Linked DNA regions of Mus musculus: regions 1 and 2 are each linked to region 3. Evidence: chromatin contacts called from public HiChIP or PLAC-seq and promoter capture Hi-C data. All regions are on one chromosome and are shown on one strand. Each heading gives the region's core, a stretch centred on a gene start, on an enhancer-like site or on the middle of the called end of the contact. The rest is flanking DNA. Distances are from core to core; before and after follow the strand shown.

Region 1 (4,491 bases), core at 95-2,594, 370 kb after region 3:
CTTTGTATTTGGCACTGAAAGCACTTGTTGCTGACAGCCAGCATGGCTCCTGGTGTTGTCTTGCCATCTCTTGGTTCTCCCAGAACATAGCAAGAAAACTCTCTCTCCCTCCCTCCCTCCCTCCCTCCCTCCCTCCCTCCCTCCCTCCCTCCCTCCCTCCCTCCTTCTCTCTCCCTCCTTCTCTCTATTTCCCCCATCCCACCTTAGATGTCTCTTTGTATTTCCATGAATTGTGGGCGGGCACATAGATAAAGGCCAGAATCAACATCAGGTTTCTTCCTGGACTGCTCTTCACCTCATTTATTTTTTCAGATGGAGTCTCTTCCTGAGCCTGGAGCTCACAGAACAGACTAGATCGGCTAGCAGTGCACACCAGGGATCGTCTTGTCTGCACAGGCTTCAAAGATGTGTGCCACAGAACCTGGCTTTTCCCCATGGGTGCTAGGGATCAAAAGTCAGGCCCGCATATTTCTCCCCCAAGGAATTAACCAATCTCCAGAGCCCTAGAAGCTCCTCCTCCCCCGCCCCCCAGGAACACCAGCTAACCCTTTTGAGCAGCCCATGAGTCTCCATCTTACCCAGCCACAGTCACTATGGCTGATTCCGGCTCCTCGAAGTCAGGACATGCTGAGTTGTGCCTGGCCTTTCTCAGCTTTTCCCAATTCCTTTCTCTGTTGAACCCTTTCATCAAAAAAACATCCCTGGGACCCTTGGTGTGTTGTCTGGCTGGCTGCTTTCTCCACAAAGACTTGGGGAACTGGGCCTAGCATAAATCAGGACTCCATTGCAGCCTCTAGATGGAGGTTCATACTGCTACAGGGTTGGGGAGAGGTTCGTACCTCCTTTGTTCCCTCCCTCGATAATGGTCTGTGGTTTGGGTCTGTTGCTTCCTGCGTTGGCTCTCCTCTTTCCCCTCTCCCTCTTCTCCACTTTCCCCCCACATTTTCCTCCCTCCCCGAATCCTGTCTCTCTATTGTGCGATTCAGGGCATGCCCCTAAAGGAACTGCAGATTCTTTGTAAAGTTTGCCACTAAATTTTAACGTTAACTAAGAATGAAAACTAAGAAAAGCCTTTTTGCGGGTCGCTGACGGCTCACATAAACAGGGCACTTCTCTTTTATGGAGTGCCGGCCTCTGCGCTTGCCAAAGTGCGCAACTTCTGCACCCACTCTGAAGATGGGAAGATGTCAGAGACTCCAGACAGAGACAAAGCAGGACCTGGAGAGCCGGACGTAGCTCCTCCCACCCGGTCAGCTGCAGAACTTGCCTCGCCCCTAGCTCCTCGCGCCCTGCCTTGCAGTTGCCACGGAAACGGAAACATAAGCAGGCACTGCTCAGATGTAGAGTTCCTGTTGCTAGGGGCCACCTGAAGACGCTCTAGTGGGAGAAGTGGGGTTCCAGAGCCCGAGGCAGCAACCGGAGCGAGGGAATCCCAGTCAGAGCCTGCTCTCCAGGAGGGTGGCCACAGGTCACCAACCCTGCCAAGCCTCTCCCTGCCCTAAGAGACAGGCTGTCCTCAGTCCCTGTTCCTCCCTCCAGAGGAATCCCCAACCTCTGAAAACCTCTAGGGGGAGTTCCCCCAACTTCGGCAGTAGGCCAGCCTTTAGAGGCCAAGGAAAAGCTTTCCTGTGGGTGAAGGAAAGACAGAAAGAGGCCAACCATGTCGAACCTGTAAGTGGTGGGTTACTATTGCCTTAGTGGGGGGGTCGCCTGGGCAGGGTGGCTTCTGCCTTTCCCCCTCCCTCCTCCCTCCTCCTTTTTATCTTTTATCAAGTTCAATGTGCCTCAGAAATGACTCTCCCTGTCTCAGCAAGGAACACTAGACTGTTTCCCTCCTTCCCCAGGGGAGGACCTCCAGGCCTTCATCACATGTCATGGGTGACCGAGGTGGCTTTTCTATTAGTCATGAAGGGGTTGCTTGTGGAAACACCAGTCCCTAGATCGAGCTCCAGAAAGATCTGGGGGAAGCAGCAATACCCTATTTCCCAGCCCAACCCCGAGGCTGTTGCCCTGTGTGTGTCTGTCCCCACCCTGTGTACCTGGCTCTGCACTTACTTCACATTGGGAGCACACGGTATGGCTTGACTGGAGTAAGTTTCAGGGCCCAGCCATGGCCACAGCCATCCTGTAAAGCTGTAGCTCTGCGTGCTGTTTCCATCTTGTTGAAGAGACATCCTCATGGGGCAGTGGCTCACAGCGTCAATGTGTAACAGCTGTATACCACAGCTCCAGCTCCAGCTCCAGCCTACCCCCAGCCTCCCAATACTGACTTTCAGGAAACCTAAGCCTGGAAGTGAGGAGTGGGGTGTGGGGAGACCAGGAAAGCAGACTGCATGCATGCAGCCTGTGGAACTCGAAGGAAGGCTGTTGAATATCAGCTCTTAGCTTCATAGAGATGAAGTAGGAACTTGACAGTGTGGACCCAGGATGGTCCATAGGAGACACAGAATAAGTGTAGGTAAGAGGGCGAGCCCGGATCAGCGGGAAGAAGAGCTAGCACGGCAAAGGATCCAAAACCCCTTCCTCCATGGGAAAATGGTGGAGAGAGAGAGAGAGAGAAAGAGAGAGAGAGAGAGAGAGAGAGAGAGAGAGAGAGCAGGCTCTACCCAGTGATCCTGGCATGAGTCTATGAAGAGGCAAGACTGGAAGCCACATTAGCAGCCTAAGGTCTCTGCTCGTAACTGACCGTGGAGTGATGGGCCAGAAAGATCATTCTGGACATGGGAGAGGGGAGCCGGTGCAGTGAAGGCCTGAGAGTTTCCCACAGCAGAAAGGGATGAGGCGGTCGCTGTGACGGAGGACAGGGGAGGCAGGGAGTTTTGAATGGAAAAACTCAGCTTACAGAGCTGGAGAAATGGCTCAGCTGTTAAGAGCATTGTCTGTTCTTCCAGAGGTCCTGAGTTCAATTCCCAGCCACTGCTTGGTGGCTCACAACCCTCTGTAATGGGACCCGATGCCCTCTTCTGGTGTGTCTGAAGACAGCTACAGTTTACCAGTGTACTCACACATACAAAATAAATAAATCTAAAAAACAAAACAAAACAAAACAAAAAACAAACAAAGAAACAAAAATACCCAGTGGTGAGGGAGGAGGAGGAGGCCAGGAGGAAACGCGTGCCACCCTTGATAATGGGAGCCATTGGGAGCACTTGGGCCAGCAGACAGTGTTGGGTATCAGTTTTATTTAACAAAACTGAGTATAGCCAAACATCTGGAGGAAAGGCAAAATAGAGTGTTCTGAGAGAAGGGAATAGGAAAGAGAACACAGAGGGAAGTAATGTCAGCCACTGAGGACATAGAACTCACAGCTAGGAATGAGAAGAGAGGGAGTCTAGAGGTGGTATGGACAGCCAGGAGGTCCCTGGAACAGCAGCACACAGCCATGACAGAAGGCTATGTAGTTCTATGCAGAAGGGGACCCCAACCTTAGAGAGCATCCCCAACACACCAACCTATACCCTCAACACACACACACACACACACACACACACACACACAGAGAGAGAGAGAGAGAGAGAGAGAGAGAGAGAGAGAGAGAGAGGAGGGGGAAGGACTAGGTCTCTCTCAGAGCAGGAAGGTGGCACCACAGGTTCTTTGGCGTTAAACAGAGAGAAGACCTGACTTGTGTTACAACCTGAGTGAGCTTGCACTCGGTATGAGTGTAGGAAGTCACTCACAGAAATCGACTTAGGACAGACTCTGTTTACAGACAGCCTCTGACTTATACGATGGTTCAACTTACAATCTCTTTCCTTCACAGAGATATAAAAAGGCAGTGGGGTTCAGTAATGACATACCTATGAGCTATGACGGTGGATCTGGGCTCCTGGATTATGCCTGGCTTTCTAGATGCTTAATCTCAAAAACGCCTTTTGGAGGGAAACAACTACTCTCTGCAGTGTGCCGAGCTGCCGAGATGGGTGGTTTTCCAATTGTGATGTTTTCACGTGGGTCAGGCATAGCTGTATGTGGGACTATCTGGATGATGTGGGATTCTTGGCCAAGAACTGGGAGGAGGCAGGCTTGGGAGTGACTGTTCGTCTGAACAGGATTCTCTTTGAGTGGTGGAAACACTCTAGAGCCTGACAGTGGCGCTGGCTCTATAGCACAGTAAATACACTAAAGCCACAGCCTTGCACTCATGAAGGCAGGGCCCCTGGTGGGTTGTGAAATGTGTCTCCATGATGCTCTTCTTTAGTGCCTTGCTGTGCCTCATCTCACATCATCATCATGGGTCCCACATGAGCAGAAGGACCAGATGATGTGTGGGCTCATGGCACACCAGGTCTATGAAGGAGGCCAGCACTCCACAGGCCGGTGTGGCTGAGGCATGGTTGTTAGGTCCCTGCCAAGCCAGAGTGGTGGAGTGTGGCCATAGGTACATGTAAGGGACCAAGGCAGGAAGCCAGTCTCCAAGGAATGGGTCTGTCAGAAAAAGATGAAGCCATCTTCGGTGGTGGTGAAATCAGGACAAGACATGGGATCCACAGG
Region 2 (4,053 bases), core at 56-2,555, 330 kb after region 3:
CCAAGTTCAAAATACTGCACGCCCTGTCTGCAGCCTAGCCTGAGCTTAGGGTTAAGTCAACCTCTGACCATCTTGGGAAGACTCAGATCCACCTGCTTATCCTGCCCAGAATTGAAGAGAGCTGTTGGCTCAGGCTGGGATAATAGCTTGGTCGGTAAAGTGCCTGCCTCGAAAGCATAAGGATCAGGGTTCTTCCACTGAACTCACATAAGGCTGGGTGGGGTACTGTGCTCTTGTGTTCCTAGAGCTGGCAAGGCCGGGACAGATAGGTTCTTAGAGCTCACTGGCCATCCAGCCTTACCTAATGGCCAAGCTCCAGGCCGATGAAAGACGTTATCATCACACAATGACAAGACAGATGGCATCTAAGGAAGGACAGCTAAGTTCACAGCTGTCAGGCACATACACGGTTGGTTGGTTGGTTGGTGGTGGTTGGTTTGTTTGGTTGGTTTTGTTTTGCACATGTTGGTTCTCCAGTTGTAACAGAATCCCTGGAAACTGAGAGGATTCCTTCACCCCAGCTCTGGAAAAGTACCCAGCCTGGCTAGTGCACGGAGCAAGAAATCTATCCTTATTCTGGCAGCAGGGTTCACTGGGTCCAGGCACAGCCCAAGGCAGAAAGGACGCCACCAGCTTTGCTCCCTCTTCACCATCACTGCATAGACTGGCCAGAGACAGACTTTCTCATGACCACGGGAACAGAGCAAAGCCAGAACCGGATTCCACCCTATGGCAATGTGGTTGGTGTCAGTAGAACTGGGAGCTCCCTAACTTTCAATCCAGAGTTTGTCTCAGATGAGCTGATGGGCATCTGAACAGATCAACGGTTCCATGGCTGAAGACAGACACCCTCTGCCTGCCACAACCTGCAGACGCAGTCTCATGAAGAAAATTATGGTCTGTGGGCAGTGCTCATTCATCTGTCCCCTAGACAGGTCTCACACACATCTGTGGCACTCTTCTTAAAGGTACACCTGGCTTCACCACATTTTCTACCTACCAGAGCCATAGGGTGTCACACCAGACACGGCCCATCCCCTTCTAGATGAATCATGGACTTGGCACAAGCCTCCCGGCCCAGCTGTATCCTGTTCCTGCTCTTTCACACACAGTGGCAATGGGGGAGGAGACGAGCATCCTCCACCACACCATAGGCTCTGCGTGTCTGCTTCCCTGTGATGGACCCTGCCAACACACTCCCAAGTGCTACTATGTAGGTGAGGTTGCCTCATAGGCTGACTTGGGCCACCAGCTATAGCTAGCTGATAGTTATGGACTCCAGAAGGCTAGCTGTGCCAATGAGGAACACCTAGAGTCATCCTTCCAGCTCTGCAGGCAACATGGCTAGTCAAGATGTGACTCTACTGGTACTACTGAAAGATGAGGGGTATGCCTGCAACCTCACTCCAGCCAGAGTGGATTTGTTCCCATCTTGTTCCCAGTCCCAAAGCTGGAAGGGTAGGTGGGTGGTTGAGAAAAGAGCCAACACTGGAGCTAAAGGAGGAGGATAGATAATCCCAGGATGGTTAATCCTGACTGCAGTTTGGTTAGATGTAGAATCACCTCAAAGATATAGCTCTGGATGGGTCTGTGCATGTTTTTCCAGGAAGGGTGAACAAAAATGAGAGAAGTGTCCTCCAGGGTGGGTGGCGCCTTTCAGCAATGGCTCAGATAGAGAGGTCTGAGGTGGGGACAGTGCTGTTAGCTCACTTTAGCTTCTTGCAGAGTGTGTCACTGCTGGAGCTGCTGTCGCCATCCTCAGGGACACCGGGGACACTGGAGCACAGCTTTTTAATACCTTCCAACATGGACTGATGATGACTCTCCAGGAGCTCTGCAGGTCTCCAGTGCCAGATTGGGGCTCTTGAGGTTCACCTTTGTGGAGTGAGCAATTCAGGACTTCTCTGCCTCTCCTGCATGCAGCCACTCTTGGACTGCCCAGTCCACACTGTGTGAGTCAAAGTAAACATGTCCCTTGGCACTCTACTGCCATTCACGGGTCCTATTCCTCAAGGGAATTCCAACATACACATCTCATGTAAGATATACCATCACGTAGCCTGCTCTTGGCACATGATGGTGGCCTCTGCTTTCTTCTAAAATGGAACAAAATACTAACGCTCTTAAGCACAGCCTTAAGGGCTCGCTTGTAAACCCCAGTGTTTGGGAAGTGGAAGTAGGAGAACAAGGAGTGCAGGGCTAGCCTGAGCTACACGTGAAACCCTCTCAATAAAGAAAAAGTTTAATAAAGGGAGATAACTTTTCTTTTAGATTCTTAGGCAATTTCATTGTTCTCTTCCAGAATTCCTATGAAAAGCAAAACTGCCTTTGAGAATTACAAAGGAAGGAAGGAATATGTAAACATTTAGAGTAATAAACAACATGGGACAAATCAAAATTAGTATGAAAATGGCTACAATTTAAAATGTAAGAAAGTATACATTAAAACCTAGATTTTTTTTGTGTGTGTGGGGTACTTATTATGATAAAAAGAGACGAGGCAACATCTGTTTGTCCTGGTGAATGTGTTATGGGGTACAGTATTACCTCTATGTCATGTAAGTGGCTGGTGACACTCTGGATATCTTCTACATCCATTCAGACCACTCCTGTCACTCAGTCCATCTCTCACTGATGTCTCAAGGTCTCTTTCAATTTTATTCTCAGGTTTTCTTATCTTTCTTTCTTTCTTTCTTTCTTTCTTTCTCTCTTTCTTTTTCCATGATGGAAAACTTTCAACTTTTTCTCTTTTTTGTATTTTTTAATTAGATATTTTCTTTATTTACATTTCAAATGTTATCCCCTTTCCTAATTTCCCCTCTGAAAGCCCCCTACTCCTTCCCCCCACCCTGCTCACCAACCCTCCCATTCCTGCTTCCTGGCTCTGGCAGTCCCCTATACTGGGGCATAGAACCTTCAGATTCCTAATGAAATGAACTTTCAACCAAAACCTACTCCATTAAAGCTCCGAATCTGCTGTGAAGAATTGCCTTCCTGGTGGGAAGGTGGCCTCTTAGGTGCACATGGCTGGACTTTGTACAATCTAATTGTGAGCTGGTGTGTTTTAGTATCCATGCTGTCACAGAAAAACTCCCCCTCTAACTCTCCTTGAGCAATCCTCCCGGCATCTGCTGTGTCTCCTCATTATCATCTCATCGTTATTGTCTCCCCTCCCAGTAGAACGGGATCTCTCGGGATTGGTGTGTTCATGAAAGCTCAGGGGTCTAATCAGACAGATCCCACAGTGCACAGCACCGTCCCTTCCCTGAGAAGATTCAGAAGGAAGGAAGGGAGGGAGGGAGGGAGGGAGGAAGGAAGGAAGGAAGGAAGGAAGGAAGGAAGGAAGGAAGGAAGGAAGGAGAAGATAAGAGGATAATCTGGCTACCTCTATTGGTTCTGATGAGGAGAAAAACAATCTCTAAGAATTCCAAGTAAGAAACAAAACTGTGGGTGTAGGGGCTTGTTTCACACCACCATTGAGGACCCAAACAGGTCTGTTTTAAAGCATTTCTTCATGTGTGAGGCAGCCTGGAGCAAAACCAGCGCTCTGTGGGAGAAGAGCCTTCAGTTCTCCCTCAGGGAGGCCTCTGAGCACAACTGATCAACCAGGAATTCACAGGAGAAAGTTCTTAAACCCCCCTGAACCTGCAGAAGCAAGTCACTGCGTGCCTTCATTAGGAACGGCAGACGGCAGGACCAAACCTGAGAGGCTATGATGAGCATGCAGAGAAACGGGCAAGGAAGGGGTGGGGTGGGGAGGGGCAAACCAGAGTGTTTAAGTTCCAGGAAGAAAGGGGGTGAGCCAACTGACCAGATGTTGGGAATAGTGGTCAGTGCACAAGTCCGCAGACTCAGCAGGTATAACCAACCTCTGCCAGAATTCCTACAGGAGTTCAATGTCCAGGCACGTTGTAAGGACACTTTACCACAATTAGGGCATAAGGGGGCTGCTGAGGGGCCACTCTGGCAGACTCAGTGGTGCCCTGAGGAGACTGAGCTGCAGCACCAGAGGAAGCCAAATTCAGAGAGAGGGTTCTCTCACACAGGAAGACA
Region 3 (4,053 bases), core at 356-2,855:
GCTTTTCCCATGGATGGTTCAGAGGAAAGCAGGTCCTCACAATTATCCTGGAAGCACTATCCCAACTGAGGCATCACCCCAGCTCCTCCTGTGAGTTACATGTGATGAAGCTTTAAGCATCCAGCTACTGCCCAGGGTCATAGAACACCAGTTTCTGGCTGGGGAACTCAGGCTTCTTATGTGGAAGAGCCTTGGGGCCACTCAAGGCCCAGAGCAATTGAGCACCGAAGCAGGTTTGGCCTCCTTACAGCCCAGAGTCTGCTTCTGTATTCCCAGGATCCTTGGGACCCTTTAGGATGAGATGCTTTTGACACAGGCGTTTGGAAAAGTGTATCATTTCTGTGTCTGGGGCGGAGACAGCAGGGGAATGCCAGGCTGCTGGCCACTCGGTGTCCATTGAGTGACCTAGCCTCTCAGCTCTGCAGCCTCAGCAGTATGGAGATGAGAGCACTTCTTACTTGTCAGTCTTCTTGGGACCCATCACTGTGGATGGCCCCTGCTCTGTCCTGACCCGGCACTGCCACTTGTGCATGGGGTCTCCCGCCCAGCCTACTGAGGTATTCTTAAACTTCATTCCAGAGAGAGAGAGTTGCAGCAGGACACTGCTTCCCCCACTAGGACAGGATCAGAGACCCAGCAAAACTTTTCCACGGGAGTGGCAAGCTTACCGGGGTGGAGGTGGGGAATTCTCACTTCTCACCTTCCTCGAACTACAGAAAGTCATCTTTTCTCTCATCAGCCTCCACTCCTGCTTTCCGTAGGGACCATGATGGAAATAAACAGCGAGGGTGTGTTGTCTAGCTTTGGTTGTCTTGTCTCTAAGATGGAGGAGTGTTCTTTGCAGCTGCTCCTGTGGCTTCTTTCATCCTAGTGGTCAGGTAGCCTGTGCACAGAGAAAGCCAGTTAAGCCTCTCACTCCCCTCCCCAGGAGATGAAGTTTACACCATACCAGGCCAGGCCTACAGCATTCGGAACCCAGGACCCCTACTCTCATCCCTCAGTATTGACAGACTTTGTATTCAAGAGCCTGGACGGATACATTACCAGTGGATAGATGTGGTAAGTGAATGGAGGGCTAACTGGGATGTTGTTAAGTGCTGGTGGAAGGAGGTAGAACGGGGATTCGTGAAAGTGCTAAATTAATGCCATATGGGTGAGGATTAACAGAGAGCAAGGGGTGTGTGGGCCTGCCCTGCTCCTGACAAGTCAATGCTGTAACATTTAGGAGAAAGGCCCACTGTGTCGTAAAATGCCTTAAATTCAGACTGAAGAAGCATTTCTTCACAAGAAAGACTTGGAAGAAGTCTTGGAAAGAGATAGAGAGAGAAGAGGGAGGGAGGGAGGGAAGGAGGGAGGGAGGGAGGTGAGGAGGGGGAAAGGAGAGAGAGAGAACATAAAGGTGTGTGCAGAGCAAGCAGTGGCCTGCCTGGAACTCCCACCCCCAGCCCCCACCCCCAGTGTGAGATGGGCTTTCTGCCTGAGGGCTGGGGTGGGGGTGGGGGGGTGGAGATTACACAAAGGCCAAGCCTGAACCACTCTAAACACAAAGCCCAGAGCAGTGCTAAACCAGCAGATGCTGACAGAGGAGGCCTAAGGGGTGTGGCCCAGGTGTCCATAGAAAGCGGCAAAGAAATCTCCCACCAGACACTTTTCTCCAGAATAAAGAGACATACTTACCAGGCTTCTTCAAAAGCAAAGATAGATACAAAGGGTAAAATAGAAGAGGGTGTGGGTATGTTTGTTTGGGTGTGTTTGCATTCCTCCTGGGATGCCATAGAACCTTCTAGAAAAACAGAGTGGGTGTGTCACCCTCAGCCAGTGTCGCACCGGCGGTTTTGTTCTTCAAAGAATCAATTCCTCCCCAAAACAAGAAGTCTTTTACAGCACACACTTGCCTTTTCCTGTGGCAAGAAAAACGCAGTGGAAGCGAAGACGAGGTTGCCTCCCATGTTTGCGGCCCCTCCCCTTCATCCCCATTCCCATAATTCCTCCTTTATCTCCCTTCTGTCCCACTCCCTTTCCTCTCTCTGACCACACTCTTCGGCTCACCATTAGTCACCTTCCAGGCAGGTCCCGCAGATTCCCAATGTCAAAACCAGGGAATTCCCCCCGCGGGACCATTTTGTTAGCAAAGAAAGGCAGAGGACAGGAATGAAAAATAAATTAAACGGGGTTCACATCTCCTCCACCCTCTGTGGGCGCAAGGCCTCAGCCAAGTCCCCCTAGCATGTGTTCAGCTTGTTGAATAATTAACCAAAAGGGTTTCTAGCCAGGCTTTTGTTACTCTTGGCTGACAAAGCATCATTTCAAGGGGGGTCCATTTTTCTCAGCTAGGCCGAAGTCACTTTGGCAAATTTAATCTGGTCTAACAGTTTTGCTATTTACTGCTGGAATTTGTGCGTCTGAAGAGCACCCTGGGAGCTGAGTTTAGAGGCTAGCTGATTGGCTTACAGCAGGGAGCCAGGTGGAAGCAGAGCAAACTGCAAGCCAGAGGAAGCCCTCTTACCTCTGTGGCCAGAGCCTTTCCCCACAGGCCCAGGGCTGCTGGGATGGTTTCCACAACGTGCAAAGTGGCAGTTTGAATGTGAAGATTTAAAGCATGCCCAAGTGGCAGAGAGATGAGTCTACTTGGGGCTAGGATTCACAACCCTGGGCTCTGTTTTCTTCATCCGCACATGAGGTTAATGGCAGAGTTGTGTGTCCTGGGGACAGTGAAGCGATGGGGGCTTAGGAGGGGTGTTGTCCTGGGGATGAGCACTTTTCCATATCTCTATCTTCACATCTCTATCCAAATCATTCTTGCTTGTTTTCCCGAAAGGAGTCTGGGATGTGAGAGATGAGAGTGACCCTGCACTTCCTTGATGGGGTCCTAATTGATGAACATTGCTCACAAACTTCCCTTACCCTATTCTTCAAAAGTCTTCGGAGGAGATCACAAACCCCATCATCTGGATGAAGAAAATCCAAACAGCAACAGAGTGGAAGCCATAACGATGATGTGACGTCCTTGTCAATGGTGATGATATCAGCGGCAGCCATGGCAACCACAGCTAATAGCCAGTGGGAGTTCTGGAGCACGCATCTCCTCTTCTGAATGAGAAATACCCAAAATAATGGACGTTACAATCTTTTTCACTATGATAAATGGGCTTGGGCAGGCATGTCTATGTGCTACAAGAAATCAGATCTTTGTTTTAAGATTTCAGTTATACCTAAGATGAGAGATGACACGGTGGTGTTTTTGATAGAAAACCCAATCCTGCCAGGATGGCAGTGCTGCTCAGGGAGATCTACAGACTCAAAGGAACCCTCATCGAAACCTGACAGTGTGTTTGCAGTGTTTGACAAGCTGCTTCTGAAAGTTGAAATCCCAAAGGTCAAGGAAAACATGGCTACCTCAGTGCAGAGGAAGCGGGCTGAACCTCGTGCACGACTATCTATCATGGCCCATTAAGAATCCACACTAAGGAAAAGGGCTTGCGTGCTGTGGGCAGGCCAGTTCAGAACCCACCTGAGCACATGCTTTCCCACTTGTGAAGACTGGCACACTGCCCAACAGTGTGGGAAGGGCAGTCCTTTCAAACATGTCACTGAGTCAAACAGATGTAACAGCATTCCACAGAATTCCTGATTTGATTTCAGGGGTGTGTGTGTGTGTGGGGGGTGCAGTCCAGGCCTTGTATTATCTAGGCAAGTATACTACCATTGAGTGAAACTTTTCCATATTTCCATATTTTATTGACTTTGTATTCTCTCTCACTCTCCTTCTTTCTCTGCACCATGGCATACATGAAGAGGCCAGAGGGCAACATTCAAGGATTGGTTCTCTCCTTCTATCATGTGGGTAGGTCCTGGGGATTGAACTCAGATTGTCACATTTGGCAGCAAGCACCTTTACCTGCTGAGCCATCTCACTGACCCCGGATCTTAACATGGAGAAAGCAAACATAACAGTTGGTTATAGTACCTAGCAGTACATAAGCTACACCACAAATGTGGTATTGAACAAAAGAAGTAGTGAAAGCCATTCACTCAATTTAAAAATAAATAACT

What was found. Promoter capture Hi-C pulls out the DNA fragments that hold promoters and counts their contacts. HiChIP or PLAC-seq counts read pairs in DNA pulled down with a chosen protein or histone mark.
Region 1: a promoter capture Hi-C map of embryonic stem cells shows a contact between it and region 3, with 2.4 times the contacts expected there. The contact joins the promoter of 4930434B07Rik here to the enhancer-like site in region 3. A contact is called at or near these places in 3 of 39 promoter capture datasets (embryonic stem cells and liver), 1 of 484 Hi-C or Micro-C datasets (muscle stem cells), 1 of 115 datasets of contacts at active chromatin or transcription factors (pancreatic cancer cells) and 1 of 9 other capture datasets (embryonic stem cells).
Region 2: a contact with region 3 is called in a FOXA1 HiChIP or PLAC-seq map of pancreatic cancer cells. The contact joins two enhancer-like sites. A contact is called at or near these places in 5 of 115 datasets of contacts at active chromatin or transcription factors (embryonic basal ganglia, embryonic stem cells, extraembryonic endoderm stem cells and 2 more).

The regions. Positions count from the first base shown.
Region 1 is chr1:90,150,345-90,154,835 of GRCm38.p6, reverse strand. 4930434B07Rik (a long non-coding RNA gene) reads right to left here and starts at 1,344. Exons shown (of 4, transcript XR_878374.2): 1 at 1,098-1,344; 2 at 579-763; 3 at 203-441. It overlaps Iqca (IQ motif containing with AAA domain), which reads left to right and starts at 1,400. Exons shown (of 19, transcript NM_001368722.1): 1 at 1,400-1,671. The coding sequence starts at 1,661.
Region 2 is chr1:90,183,408-90,187,460 of GRCm38.p6, reverse strand. No RefSeq gene overlaps it. Among named protein-coding and RNA genes, the nearest start is that of Ackr3, 19 kb to the left of the region's middle. Within about 2 kb of position 1,305, at least 9 of the 459 cell types and tissues checked have an H3K27ac peak or open chromatin away from gene starts, as enhancers often do. A contact at or near this core is called in pancreatic cancer cells, where this site is marked.
Region 3 is chr1:90,517,178-90,521,230 of GRCm38.p6, reverse strand. Gm35048 (a long non-coding RNA gene) reads right to left here. Exons shown (of 3, transcript XR_878394.1): 2 at 2,507-3,090; 3 at 817-883. Among named protein-coding and RNA genes, the nearest start is that of Gm35048, 12 kb to the right of the region's middle. Within about 2 kb of position 1,605, at least 47 of the 459 cell types and tissues checked have an H3K27ac peak or open chromatin away from gene starts, as enhancers often do. A contact at or near this core is called in embryonic stem cells, muscle stem cells and pancreatic cancer cells, where this site is marked.